Regions from separate parts of the Callithrix jacchus genome. Here regions 2 and 3 are each linked to region 1. The links are chromatin contacts, called in public Hi-C maps. All regions are on one chromosome and are shown on one strand. The core of a region is the stretch at or near the end of the contact, and the rest is flanking DNA. Distances in the headings are between cores, read along the strand shown. Region 1 overlaps LOC103788187. Region 2 overlaps LPP (LIM domain containing preferred translocation partner in lipoma). Region 3 has its middle 96 kb from the start of LPP.

Region 1 (4,486 bases), core at 1,910-4,409:
CTAAATCCTTCCTTTCTCTTCCTGCTTTTGGGTCTTTGCTCTTGCTTATCCCTTCATCAGCAACTTCCCTCACCCCTACCTTCACTTGTCCAAATGCTGCTAATTTCTTCCAGGGTCTGTTCATGATCCTTTACCATCACTGCAGCCACCCTGAACTCTTCTCACCACCTCAGGGTCTCTGCTGGTTCCTCCCTGATGCTCATGGTATTGGTTTATCATGCTAATCAGAGCACTCATCATCCTCTGACTGCTGTTACATAGTTATTTGTGTATCTGTCCTAGGTCCTTACCTACTAATCTCCAACCTAAGGGCATGTCTATTATTTACTTCTGCATCTCAAATGGAAGCAGGCACAGTTAACATACGATATTATTGAATCAGTGCTCAGTAATGATGACTATTGTTATGTATGTGAGCCCAGAGACATAGGATAGAGACAGGATATATATATATATATATATATTATCCAACTTAATCCCTAGAACAGGCCAGTGTGAGAAGAACTACTGAGCACTGAATCTAGACATAGTGCCAGACTCATAGCTGAATGCAGATTCCAAATTAAGTAGCTCGATTGTAGAAACAATCATCCACATATGAACATTTTTCTTTTTTCCTGGTTCAGCACTGCCATTACTGCTCAGTACTGCTTCTTTGTGGTACAATTATGCCCATTTTATAGATGAGAAAACTGAAACCTAGAAAGCTTAAGTAATTTGTCAGTATTGTATAACTAGTTCATGTAAAACATGGGGTCGTAGGTGCAAAGTCCACGCTCTAAACTACCTATCTATGCTCTCAGAGAAACATGACTATCACAAACTAAGGTATATACAATTTTCCACAGCCATGTAAAAGTCTTATGATTCTTTAACACTTCTGGGTGTCTGCTATGCTTGGTGCATTGGGCTGGACCTTGTATATGTTGGGAAAAAGCAGAACTTACAAAGACTAAGATACAGTCTTTGCTTCCAAGAGGTAAATAAAAACCAACTAAAATATCCTATCATCCACACCTATTCTCTCTCCCTTCTTTTTTTCAGCATGTTATTGGATGCTGCCTATTCAACCATCTGCCCTGGTGGAGATCTTGAATTAACAGGAATAGCCAAGAGAGACACAGGCAGAGTTAAGCCCAAATCAGTCAGCAAAGGTGAGGAGACATAGCTAGGTCCACCTGGTGAGTAGATTGGCCTTGTTATTGGAAGCTGGATGTAGATACTGGACTTGGAGATTTCGGTTTCTAGAGAACACAACAGCTCTCCATGTCCAGTTTAATACTGCGGATTAGCGTGGGAGTGGCCCCAGACCCACACGGAGAAGAGGCCAATGGCCACAGTGGAGATACTCAGAACACTCCAGGTGTCTGAGGGACCGCAGAGTTATCTCTCTCTATTACGAAGTGGATTTCTACTCCTCCTTGGGGACCAAAGCATGAATACTGGACATAGCCCCACATCGAGGGTGATGAACTTGGTTTTGGCTCCCAAGTAGACCACTCATCAGCAGATGACTGTGAGCAAGTCAATTCTTCCCTCCAAGACTCCATTTCTACAGGGAATCCATAAAATGGGCATAAGACTTTTTACTGTGCTTGTGTGGACTGGATTAGGTCATCAAGTGCATTAAAACTCTTGGTCATGAGCATTAGATGCAGGCAAGATGCTGATGGGGAAGAAACGCCTAGGTTTTGCCCCCTCTGTAGTTCCTCGTGACAGGATTATGCTGACGGAAGACACATCAGGTTGACTCACACATACTGAAATGGTCATAGTTGTTGAGGTTACCCAGTTTCCAGGCCTGAACTAGTAAACCCAGCAATGAGAATCAGTCAGCATTAGCAAGTTTTCCTTGTGTGTGTGGCGGGGAGGGGTGGGGATTGGAGGGAGTGGGTGCTGAACCAGCAAAGGAGGAGGATGCTCATTTGCTAGAGATCCATGCCTGGAAATTAATGGCGTTAAAGTGAGACTTGCTTCAGGTTCCAACCTGGTAAGGCAAATGCAGAGGCTGTTAGGAGCCCGGAACTTTACCTCAGTTATGCACTGAGGCACCACGTGCTCTGGTGCACACCCAGCGCCTCTCCCTGCCTCAGTTTCTCCGTTTGTAGAACAACAGCTTGTAAAGGCCTGGGGATCTTCTCACGCACGGGAGTTTTCTAAGGATGCAGGCAAAAGAGGTAGGAAAAGCCCTCCGTCTCTGTCCCGGGTCTTCCGGCTCAAGGCCTTTTGAACCAATTCCGGAATCCGCCATCGGTTGGTGGTAGGAGAGAGCCAGAGGATTCGTCAGTGACTGTGCGTGCGTGACAGAGGGCTTTTAAATAGATGGCTTTGTATCTAGCACGGTAGCACCTGCTTCTAAGCTTCCAACGGCAGCTCGAGCAACGCGATCATTCAAAAGCGGCCGCTCTCCATTCACGTCTATAATTAGCGCGCAGGCTGCAGCTCCGGCTGGAGCCGCAAAGCGGGGCGGCGCCCTTGGGGGTGGGGCCACCACCTCTTAGCCCCGCCCCCTTGCGGTCCTCCTTCCCCGCCCTTCCCAGCCACGAGCCTCCCGCAGTCTCCTCCCCGCCCCCACTCTCTGTCCTCGCCCTGGTCCTGGGCTTCGCTCTCAGCGCCCCAGTATTCCTGCACGACAGGGCCCAGTCGTACCCTCACTTTGAGATCACTCGTACAGTAAATAAGCACCTTGAAAGATGCATTCCAGGAGGGCAGCTATATTTAGAGTGGCATCCTCCTCTCCTCGTCCCGCCCTCTCCCCTCCCCGCCCCGCTCCCCGATGCCCCTCCCAGCCACCTCTCCCTCTTTGTCGCATTACATAGTAATCTGAGATGCACTGGATGAGCTCCAGGGAACAGAATGTACTTGGCAGAGACGCGGGGCTTGATGTCTGCAAAATGTCGGAAACGCAGCCAAGAGCTGCTAACTGGGTCATTAACCTCCAAAAGCAGAGCGAGGACTGTAAGGCCCGCTCTGCCTCCCTTCATCTCGCCAATGAAAGTGCCTCAGTGTGAGGGCGAAGAAAAAGCCCGAGGTTGGCCGCTTTGATTTCTAGGCAGCAAAGGCAGGCCCATCCTCTCCTCCTGGCCGGGGCCCCAGCCCCTCGGGGCCAGTCCCTGCGCAGCATCAGAGTTTACAAGTGGCCTTTGAAAGGCCCAGCAACCCCGCAGGGCCACGCTTGCGCCTCAGTAAAGAAGTTACCCAGCAGCCCTTCCCTACCGCACAGCTTTGGACCCATTTTCTTGGGTCCAGGACGAGTTAAGGAAGTGGGGGTGAGTAGAGGCGAAAGGAGAGGGTTCCAGGTCCTTCACCTACAGGGAAGGGCTCTGCCATCTCTCTCCTCCTCTGCTTCTCTCCCTCTTATTCCTCCCCTCCTTTTTCTTCTGTCTTTCTTCTTCCTTTCCCTCTTCCACCTCTTTCTGAGAGCAGGCTTTGAGGTAGGTGTATGAATACATGGCTTGGCTCCAGGGGATTTGCATTCCAGTCGCTTGCAGCTCTGTCACTTGCTATGTGACCTTGGGTGAGTCACTTATTTCTCTGCTTTTAAATTTCCTACTTCTTAATTGTTCACCATAATAACACCTTCCTGACACACATCACAAAACAGTGAGGCCAAATGGGAAAGTCTTTCCCTGACCTTCTGGTCTTTCACTCCTCTGAAAGCCCTGAGGTCCAAAGTGCCTCTGGCCTTGTGTGTACTCCCGGAAAATAGGAATATAAATGGTGTCACCAGAAAGATGCAAACGTGTGAACGTTCTCAAGGGGATAACCCCTAAAATCCACCCTCTTCAAGTTTTTGAGCCCTGTGAGGTTGCCAAACAGACACTTCCCCCTACTGTTCCAACCCACTTCTCTGGTGGCTAGAGAGAGAAAGTGTCCAGTACAGAAACCAGAAGAGGTTGTGCAGTTCCTCAAATGAGACTCCCTTCCTTGTTGGACGGAAGACAGTCAGCCTGGTAAGAGTAGCCACAGCCAATGAGATCTGTGTCTGAGCAGCCTCAACAGAAGTGCAGGGTGAGGAGAATGGAGATTTGTGTAGCCACGTTGATGAGAGGAGGAAAGCTGGCTCCTGGTGCTGTCTAGGAAATTAGAATCAAGCCCAGCCTGGCATCAGCACCCTTCCTGCCTCATCTCTCCTTGGTCTTACCACTTTTTCTAAGGCAGCCACATCAGATGGACTCTGCCTGGTCACGGTGCCCCATGGATACCTCCTGTTTTCTTGCCACCTGAACCTTGGCTGAGGCCTCTTAAAATTCTTTTAAAACTCATCGGAATATGATGGCCTCTGTTTGGCTTATCTTTGCCACTCATTCAAATATTTCACATCCCTTGAAACCCAGCTTCGATGCTAACTCCTTTCTCTAGATGCCATTTCTTTCTCCTTCAACTCTTCCTTGGGTCTCAGTACACCCAGTCAGCCTTGGGGTATGCCATCTTTGTGCTTGTTAGATCCCTCTTACGCCGTAGAGATTTCTCTGTGGACACGAAC
Region 2 (4,867 bases), core at 167-2,666, 590 kb before region 1:
TTAGCTGCCAAACAAAATAATCTCAAAAAGATAGAATCCAAGACTGCAACAAAAAAATCCTAAGAACACAGAAATTGAGTTAGTCTTTTGAAACCCTGGTTCCGTTGTATCTGAATGCCACTCTACTGGGGGACCAGTGGGAAAGGACATCAGGCTTTGGTAGAAGAATACATTCCTCTTGAGTTTGCCATGAAAATGGAGGCCAATGAAAGAAACAATTTTTAAAGGAAGCATCATGATTGTAAAATTTGCCAGATACAGTTTTTCTCCTATAGTTAACCTGCTGTTATCTGTACCTCCTAACAAGCTCTACTGTGTTTTATGTAATGTTTCAGAAGTCAGCCAAAAAGAGGTGAAGTAGTCAATCTATAGAATAGTAACTCTGTAGAAGATTTAACATCTTTATTTAAAGTACTATACACATGTTTTCTGCTGAGTATTTTGTTAATTCCTTTGGTATATTACACCCACGATCTTGAACTGCAACCATGGCTTTAGTCACACAGACCTTTGAGAAAAATAGAGTCGGTGGGTATTGCCCTGTTATTTGTAGGAATCAGAAAATTTAGAATCGAGAGGAAATTAAGATGTTGGGTTTACATGAATTTGGAAGCTATTATCATATATATAAAATAAGAACACATGTGCAAACAAGGCAGGTTATGTATGGAATATGAAATCTCTATAATTAAGTCCGATATAGCAGCCACTTGTTATTTCGATTTTCTTCTCATTCTTACAAAAAAAAAAAGATCATTGTTATTATTTTATTAATTAATTATTTATTTTTTTCAGGTGGAGTATAAGCTAGTTTACCCAGCAAGTTTTCTTTTTATTTTTAATTTATTAATTTTTAATTTTACTTTAAGTTCTGTGATACATGTGCAGAATATGCAGGTTTGTTACATAGGTGTACATGTGCCTTGGTGGTTTGCTGTGCCCATCAACCCATCATCTAGGTTTTAAGGCCCACATGCATTGGATATTTGTCCTAATACTCTTCCTCCCCTTGTCCCCCAATCCCCTGACCAGCCCCTATGTGTGATGTTCCCCTCTCTGTGTTCATGTGTTGTCATTGTTTAACTCCCACTTATGAGTGAGAGTTGTTTGGAAGCCATCATTCTCAGCAAACTAACACAGGAACAGAGAACACTGTTTTTAAAATATGTAGTAGCAAACAATGTAAGAATGGCTCTTGTGCATCTTTTATTTCTTTCCTAGTCCACAAAATAACCCTGCAAAAACTTCTCCCTAATGTTTTATTTTTATGGATACGTATATCAGGAAAGAATGTAATGTAGATACCTACTATCATAGTTTTTGATGGCTCTGTGAGGCAGAGATCTAACTTGTTCATTTAGAAACTGCAATTATCACACTAACCTTCCCTCTGATGCTAAATATTAATCGAATAAGCTTTGAAAAGTAGTTAACTCTGTTCCCACTGAAACCCATCTTGAAACTATAAAGAGGAGTTTTAAGCAAGCCTTAAAAGGTTAAAAAAAAAGATTACTCTCAAGAAAGATGAATTTTCTCTCTTTCTGTTTTCGTTATATTTCAGAGGTGGGGATGGTGGAAAGGGAATGATAGAAACCTCTCAAGTAACCTTTGGGAGGTGGAGAAATAACTATTCTGAGGGCATGCTGTAGAAATTTAAAATAATCTTGTGGCAATAGTTGGTATCAGTGGCAGTCATGAAGAAAGAATAACAGTTTCAATAAATAATAACAAGACTTGACAGTAAATGTGTCGACAGGTACCCACTTAATGAGCGTAATCATTGTTTTTCTCTGCTCTCAACGTTGATCCACTGACTGCGGTGTGTTCTCTGTCCCATTTCCAAACCAAATCTATTTAAAGCTGCACTCCATGGAATCTGAAACAGTATACCCTGTTGACTATTTCGAGCTGATGCCTAATGTTCTTTAATAGGCAAAATCTGTACTTGAAGGAGAACAGGCTTCTGGCCTCTTGTAGACGGTTGATTATTCCTGTTTCCACAGGGTGATTCATTAGCAAGGATGAATGATACCCAATTAAATCTCATGGGCTTGTCTATATTGCCAGAGTAAATTGTTTATTATAATTCGGTGGAAACAGTCCTAGTCTGCCTTAAATAAAATTAATCAGTTACTGTTTTTTGAAGTGGAGGTAGAGGCAGTGGTATAAGTGAAATTATTTCTGTAGTAACCTGGATAGAATCACATAGTTTTTGGGAGCAAAGCAATATGTTGTGTGTTATGTGCACCAGAAGCCCTGAGAATCCTATTCTAATGCCAGCTGTAATGTCAACTGGCTGTGTCACCTGGGCAAGTTACCTTTCCTAGTTGCACCAGTTGATTATGGCATTACTTCTGGTTAAATGTTCTCTTATATATAATTTTACTATCTAGCCAGTTGCTTTTCTCTCCTGGTACCATGTTTCCAAAATCTCAGGACAGTCCTGTGACTCTACTACACAGCCACCGTGGGAATACAGTTATTCTTTTCCTTAGCTTTTGCTTCTTTTATGTACCAGAAATGCAGTTAATGACTTGTATTCTGTATACTATAAGAATGGGCATTTATACACTGGTAGTCCCTTACCCCAGCAACTTGCAATTCCTCATTAGGGAAGAAAAGCCATCTTCCCCCATGTTCCTTTACTCTGTGACATTGTTCCCTGATCTGGGTCATATTAGAGTATCTGGTAAACATCCCCCTATTGAGACTGTTAGGAGGAAGTGGATGCTTCTTTCATTATTTGATTATTCCAGAGCAAATCATTGGATCTGTAAAGGGAGATCAGAATGTCAAAGCCACAGGGGACTTTGTGACGTAATCTAACCAAATTCTTTCATTTCAGAGATGGAAATTCTGGTGACTGGGAGGGAATCTGATTAGTCTTAAGTGTTGTTGACTGATCTTGGACTAGAATTCTTCTGACTCCCTAGTTGTATCTTTCTTTAAGTAGAGAAATCTTCTATAAACTGTCCTTTCTCTTTTGAGTTTTTAAAACTCCCCTATCCTCTAGGGAAAACCAATTTCATTTTTAGCATTTAAGGACGTGAGATGTCCTTAAAACTCAGATGGACTCCAGGTATCTTTATTAATTTCATGAAGATGTGGCACAGAGGGTTCCGGCTGGCTTCTGCTCTCATGTTTATTAAAAGACTGTGGATTCCCTTGCAGTTCTTCCTGTAAGAGCTTATTTGACACTGACATCATCACTCTCCTCCACCCGCCTCCTGCCCTTTTCTGAACCAGTGAATTATAGGAATCTGAGAGTGAGCTCCTAGCTGGCTGTTTACTGCACATAGTGGGGGAACATTAAAAAAGAGAAGACAGGCCGGGCGCGGTGGCTCAAGCCTGTAATCCCAGCACTTTGGGAGGCCGAGGCGGGTGGATCACCAGGTCAAGAGATCGAGACCATCCTGGTCAACATGGTGAAACCCCGTCTCTACTAAAAATACAAAAAATTAGCTGGGCATGGTGGCGCGTGCCTGTAATCCCAGCTATTCAGGAGACTGAGGCAGGAGTATTGCCTGAACCCAAGAGGAGGAGGTTGTGGTGAGCCAAGATCGCGCCATTGCACTCCAGCCTGGGTAACAAGACCAAAAACTCTGTCTCAGAAAAAAAAAAAAAAAAAAGAGAGAAGACAGATGAGGGATTTAATAAGCAAGAGGGCAGAAAAATCCTAGCCAATGCAATGAAGTCTAGTTCAAGGCCTGCAATTCCCTGTTGCTGCGCTACACAGTATTAATAGCAGCTTCTCTCACTCTTTCAGACCCTTCTCTCTTATTTCAGGCCCTTCTGCCTTATTCTTGTGGGAGTGGGCTAGAACTGGGAAACAGCTAGTATAATCATTGCCAAAATGAAACTCCTATGTACATGGGGACTTCCAGGTCTGGAGAAGAGTGAGAAGAGTGTAGTAATTGTTGTCCATCTGATAGAAGATAACTTAGAGACCACTGGACCTAAGCACTTACCTTGATCCTCCTAGTACTGAAGTTCAAAGAGTAGAAATCATTGCTAAGTCTGAGGTTCAAATCCTGGCTCTAATTAATTTGCTATGAGTTTAGTGAATGCCTTTTTTCTGAGCTGCACTTTCTCCATCTGTGAGATGGGAGGAGGAGGGTGGCATAGGTGATGTCACATGAACCACAACTCCAATTTTCATGAATTTCAGATTTGCCCAAGGACCCATAGGGAATTTGCAGCCAAGCCACGTCTTGAATTCAGAGCCTGTTTTTCTGATTTGAGATGGTCATCATTGTAAGTTCTACTACTCATACTTGCAGCGTTCAGCCTTGTTTTATTAAATTTACTTCTTCTTTTTTATTTGACGTCCCATTCTGTCCAGGGACCTACCTAAAGTAGTAGTTCTCTATTTTTGAGACTGAGTCTTGCTCTGTCGCCCAGTCTGGAGTGCAGTGGCACAATCTCAGTTCACTGCAACCTGTACCTCCCGAGTTCAAGCAATTCTCCTGTCTCAGCCTCCCACGTAGCTGGGACTACAAGTGCACGACACCATGCCTGGCTAGGTTTTGCATTTTTGTTGTTGTTGTTGTTGAAACGGGTTTTCACCAAATTAGGCTGGTCTTGAACTCCTGATCTTAGGAGTCCTCCTGCCTTGGCCTCCCAAAGTGCTGGGATTACAGGTTTGAGCCATTGTGCATGGCCCAAAGTAGTAGTTCTTGGTGTATGCATGTGTATATTTGTGTGCGCATGTGCATACACATGAGCCTGTGTTTGGGGCAGACATGAGGATTATGGAATTTACAGAAACTCAGATGAATTTTTGAAATAGTTGGAATATGCGGAACTTCAGAAAATGGTATCGACAAGTTTAGGAGGTTTGTAGATGCTCTCTGAAGGTCATCCATGA
Region 3 (4,672 bases), core at 432-2,931, 900 kb before region 1:
CCGAGGTCATATCTCTTTCGTGCTTAAAAGCTTTCAGTGGCTGGGCGTGGTGGTTCACACCAGTAATTCCAGCTCTTTGGGAGGCCAAGGTGGGCAGAACATGAGGACAGGAGTTCGAGACCAGCCTGGCCAACATAGTGAAACCCCGTCTCTACTAAAAATACAAAAATTAGCTGGGCCTGGTGACATGCACCTATAATCCCAATTACTCAGGAGGCTGAGGCAGGCAAATCACTTGAATCCAGGAAGCAGAGGTTGTTTTGTCTCAAACAAACAAAAGCAAAGCTTTCAGTGGCTCCTGGCTGCCAATCACTTGAATCTCCTGGTCTCTCTGGCATTTAGTGCCCCCCAAATGTGGTGCTCACCCATTCTCGAAGCACAGCCCCCTCTTCCCCCTGTTGCACTAATCCAGTTGCCCACCTCCCCACCCCCACCAAGTAAGCCCCAAGTTTCCTGCCACCATGTCTTGCTCAGGCTAAATCCTCCCCCTAAAAGCCACTTCCCTACCAGTCTCTCAAAACATCACCTTTTGAACTCTTGGCTTTTATTCACCCTAAATTCCATCTCTTCTGTAAGATCCTCCCTCGTCTACTGCTGTGGACACCTAGTCAAGAGCAATTTCTCCTTACCATCACCTTGGACATCATTCTCTGTTTTCTTAGGGTTCATAACTTTTCTTTCTCTTTTTCTCTTTCTTTCTTTCTCTCCCTTCCTTCCTTCTTTTCTTTCTCTTTCTCTTTCTTTCTTTCCCTTCCTTCCTTCTTTTTTTTTTTTTGAGATGGAGTCTTGCTCTGTCTTTCTTTCAGCAAAGTCTTGCTCTGTCCCTGCCTCAGGCTGGAGTGTTGTGGCATGATCTCAGCTCACTGTAACCTCCGCCTTCCAGGTTCAAGTGATTCTCCTGCCTCAGCCTCCTGAGTAGCTGGGACTACAGGTGCCCACCACCATGCCTGCCTAATTTTTGTATTTTTAGTAGAGACAGGGTTTCACCATGTTGGCCAGGCTGGTCTCAAACTCCTGCCCTCAGGTGATCCACCCACCTCAGCCTCCCAAAGTGCTGTGATTACAGGTGTGAGCCACAGCGCCCGGCCATAACTTTCTTCTTTGCCTTTGGATTATTGTGTGCTCCTGGTAGCTTTGCTCTGGATGGTAAACTCCTTGGAAACAGGAGTTTCTTCTTGCTTTCCCTGACTTGCTTCTCTTGGGTGGGTTGAGGTGTACGTTTGGGATGGACTAACTTGAAGGGCTGAGTCCAGGGTGACGGGGAGTCGGAGGGAGCACCGGTTAGCTGAAGCTCTGCCAGGCTTGCTGTACAAATACTTCAGCTTTAGGTGAGGAGCTGCGCTTCCCTGTAGCTGCAGGGTTTCATGCGCTGGGTCTACGAACAGCCAAAGCAAAAGGCCACACTATGCACCTTTTCTGCTCCTACCGGCAATCTTGAGTTCAGAAAGATCCCTAGGGATTAGTGCTTTAAATCACCCCTCCCCACTCCCTGTAGGAAAAACCTCCTTCCGGGAGCTGACTATTGCTTACTGTCCTTTCCTAAGCTTTCTGTTGCTTGCTGGGCAGGCCGTGTTTTTACCCTGTGCCCATCTCACTCTCCCAGGCCCTCTGGCCTGCCTGGCACAGGTAAGGAATCCGAGGAGAGTCACCCTTCTCCTGAGAGTGTTCCGGTGGCTCCTGCTCTGCCCCTGGGAGGTGGAAAAGGCACCAGCACAAGGCTTCCCCTGCCCACTCCTCTCTTTTTTTGCGCTGGGCCGGGTCGGGTGCTGGGAGTTTTGTGATCACAAGGAAAAGAGATGAGGGTGTCGGGCAGGGAAGGAGGCCAAAGAGCCATCCCCTTATTCATGCATTCTTCAGGAAAAAAGAGAGAATTTGACCTGAGCCTGTTTTCCGAACAATTCGGCATTAAACAGCACGAGGCCTGGGGCTTCGCCAAGTCTTTTGTTTTGTTTTGGTTTTTTCCTTCCCTCCAATCAGCCCCAGGCAATGGGGAGTGGGAGGGCGTGGCGGGGTGGGGGCCGCACGCTCGCTGGGGCTGAGAGGGAATGCTGAGCCTGCAGAAGTGGCCCATTGACAGCTCCTGCTCAAAGCGGAGGGGCGGATGGCACCCCCAGCTGCCCTACCACCACAAGGGCAGCTCTGTCCTGTGGGCACAGGGCTCCGTCCCAGCCCCACTGGCTGGGAGAGAACAACATTTCCTTATAAGGCCCCAGCTGCTTTGCCAAGGCTGGATGGCTCCGACAGACTGTAGCTTTCCATTCTCCTCGCCGGCTCCAGTGCAGTCCTTGAATGTAGCCCTTGTTGTCAGGCTCCTCCTCTCCTCCACAGCCCCCACCTCACCTACTTCCACTCCCTGCCAGAGCCAGCCCCGCTGGAGCAGGATAAACAGCCCAGAGGCCTCTCCCACGCAGGGCCTGCCTCGGTTCAGGCCTGCTGGAGGCAGCACAGGGTAGCAAAAGGAACACCAGAGTCACAGTTTGGGTTGGCCCCGTGCGAAGGGAAGGTCCTTTCCGCATCTGGAAGATGGGGCTCTAATGGCCCTGGGGACCAAATTCTTTGCATTGTATTCAAAGCTCTTCCCAATCAAGATGCAGGTTAACTTCACAGAGTAACTGCCTTTCCACACCTTCACGGCCTGCTTTCCCCTGGCTCTTCCCGTTCCTCCCAAACGCACCTTGCCCACACAGGCCTCCACTACTTCCGTGTTTTTTTCGATCTAGAATTACCCCCATTTATCTGCCTAGGTAACTCATCCTCCAGGCCCCACAGTAAGTATGCCTTCCTCCCCTCCCCAGGGAAACACAAGTCATTTCTTTCACTTTGCTGCTCAACATTAACGTTTGCACCTCTCTTACAGCTTTCTTTTTTTTTTTTTTTTTTTTTTTTTGCAATTGCATTGGTTCCTTTTTACCTGTCTGTTTCCTCTGTCAGAAGATGAGCCCCTCTGGGCTCACAAGTTCTCCTCTTTCTCTATATGTCCCTGAGCTCTCCCACAGTGCCAGACACATAATCCAGCTTCTCAAAAGACCGCTGCATAAATGCCTGAGAACACAGTGTTGCATAAGTTCAAAAGAGACAACTACAGTGCAAATACTTGTAAATTGTAAAGTGCGTGGACCCAGGAAATCTACACCTTTATCTTGCTGCCCTCCATTCCAATTCTACTGTTTGTTACACTGTCACAGCCCTTTTCCCTGTCCATCCAGTTCTGTATCTGGAATTCCAGACTCACTGCAACCCCTCAAGGGGTTAACATCTATCACTAAGCCATTACTCATCTTTGGAATCCCAGTGTTGGATGTTACAGGGAATGTATCCAATTGTTGCCACACTAGAGTCCACAGAGACCCTACAGACACACAGTGGCTACATGGAGAAGCTCTGAGTCCTGCTTTTATCACTTATCCATGCGAGGTTCCCACAGCATTCTGGGGGGGGTGGCGGGTGTGGGGGAAATCTGGTGGCTTTAAAAGTTTGAAGCATACTGATTAATGCAGTCTTAACATAGGACAGTTGAAACAACTGAGCCCCCTAAAGAAAAACAACTTTCCTGACATCTCCTGTGTTAATCACATACTCAAGACCATACCCAGATCCCCAATTCTTGCTCATCAAAGCCGCTGTTCAGCACATTGCCCTGCTTAGGGCAGAGTGATGACGGATGCAACTGTACATCTTGTCAAGATGAAGTCTTCTGAGTTGGGGATACCTCAAGTTCCAAATAAAGAATTTCAGTCTCTGCCAAAACAAATCTTTCTGAGATGGAGAGTCTGCAAAATATCAGGTTAGGGACTGCAAGCGCAGCACAGTTAGGTACTATAATAAAACTGTCCCTCTATTCTTCAGGATCCCAGCAACAGTTTCAAAGAGAAATCTCCCATCCCAAGATAAATTAGCCTGTCCTCCATCCACATAGGGAAGTTTTTCAGAGATATGTTTGCAAAGCAAAGCCCGTAGTTGATCATGAACCATGTTCTAACATTATTTGCCACGGAGCCAAATTCAGGATATAAGATGGTTCTGCCTTGGGCACCATCCAAAAGGCTTAAGTTACATGAATACCAAAAATACTTTGTTATAATGAGATTTCTGTCTTAGATGCCTAAGGGCAGACTGTGCAGGAAGCAAAAAGAAGCAAAAGTAATACTGGGCAAGGACATAGGAGATTTAGCTTTAGTACCAACTCCAATACTTACTGTGAAACTTAAAGCAAGTCTACTGACTTTAGAGGCTTCAGTTTTCTCCACTACAAAACGGTACTGATGATGCCTTCACATTCATTTCCAAAAGAATTAGATCAATTGAGACCAGTGTGAATGTGAAGGTGTATTATGACAACAACCAAAAAGCACTGAGCCTAAATAAGAGCTTGTTAATAATACACAGTGTTGCTCCCTTTGGGCTGTTCTTCTGGGTACAGAAGAGAAAAAACTCCCCTCTCCAGGTTCCTGTAGTGTTTGCTACAACCCCTAGCCCTGTCATGGCCACTGGCAGTCATACTACTGCTGATCACTTTCCAAGAAATCAAGAGGGGTTGGGGCACTCCTATTAGATTTGCTTCAAGAAGCTGGAAAGCAGACAAAGAGAGCCATTCTATCACCCTGTATTCTCCTCGCCTTCCTTCCCAGGTACAAAGAGAAGGGATTTTCCACTTGCAGGTTCTGGGCAGGCT

The links. Hi-C and Micro-C count contacts between places; a contact is called where the count stands out from the background.
Region 2: a Hi-C map of skeletal muscle shows a contact between it and region 1, with 5 times the contacts expected there. The contact joins two enhancer-like sites. A contact is called at or near these places in 2 of 3 Hi-C or Micro-C datasets (both in skeletal muscle).
Region 3: a Hi-C map of skeletal muscle shows a contact between it and region 1, with 6 times the contacts expected there. The contact joins two enhancer-like sites. A contact is called at or near these places in 3 of 3 Hi-C or Micro-C datasets (induced pluripotent stem cells and skeletal muscle).

What each region holds. Positions count from the first base shown.
Region 1 is chr15:17,923,377-17,927,862 of calJac240_pri, forward strand. All of the region lies in intron 4 of LOC103788187, which reads right to left. Among named protein-coding and RNA genes, the nearest start is that of TPRG1, 210 kb to the right of the region's middle. Within about 2 kb of position 3,160, at least 14 of the 16 cell types and tissues checked have an H3K27ac peak or open chromatin away from gene starts, as enhancers often do. A contact at or near this core is called in skeletal muscle, where this site is marked.
Region 2 is chr15:17,330,950-17,335,816 of calJac240_pri, forward strand. The region is part of intron 3 of LPP (LIM domain containing preferred translocation partner in lipoma); the gene reads left to right. Among named protein-coding and RNA genes, the nearest start is that of LPP, 210 kb to the left of the region's middle. Within about 2 kb of position 1,417, at least 1 of the 16 cell types and tissues checked has an H3K27ac peak or open chromatin away from gene starts, as enhancers often do. A contact at or near this core is called in skeletal muscle, where this site is marked.
Region 3 is chr15:17,029,535-17,034,206 of calJac240_pri, forward strand. No RefSeq gene overlaps it. Among named protein-coding and RNA genes, the nearest start is that of LPP, 96 kb to the right of the region's middle. Within about 2 kb of position 1,682, at least 13 of the 16 cell types and tissues checked have an H3K27ac peak or open chromatin away from gene starts, as enhancers often do. A contact at or near this core is called in skeletal muscle, where this site is marked.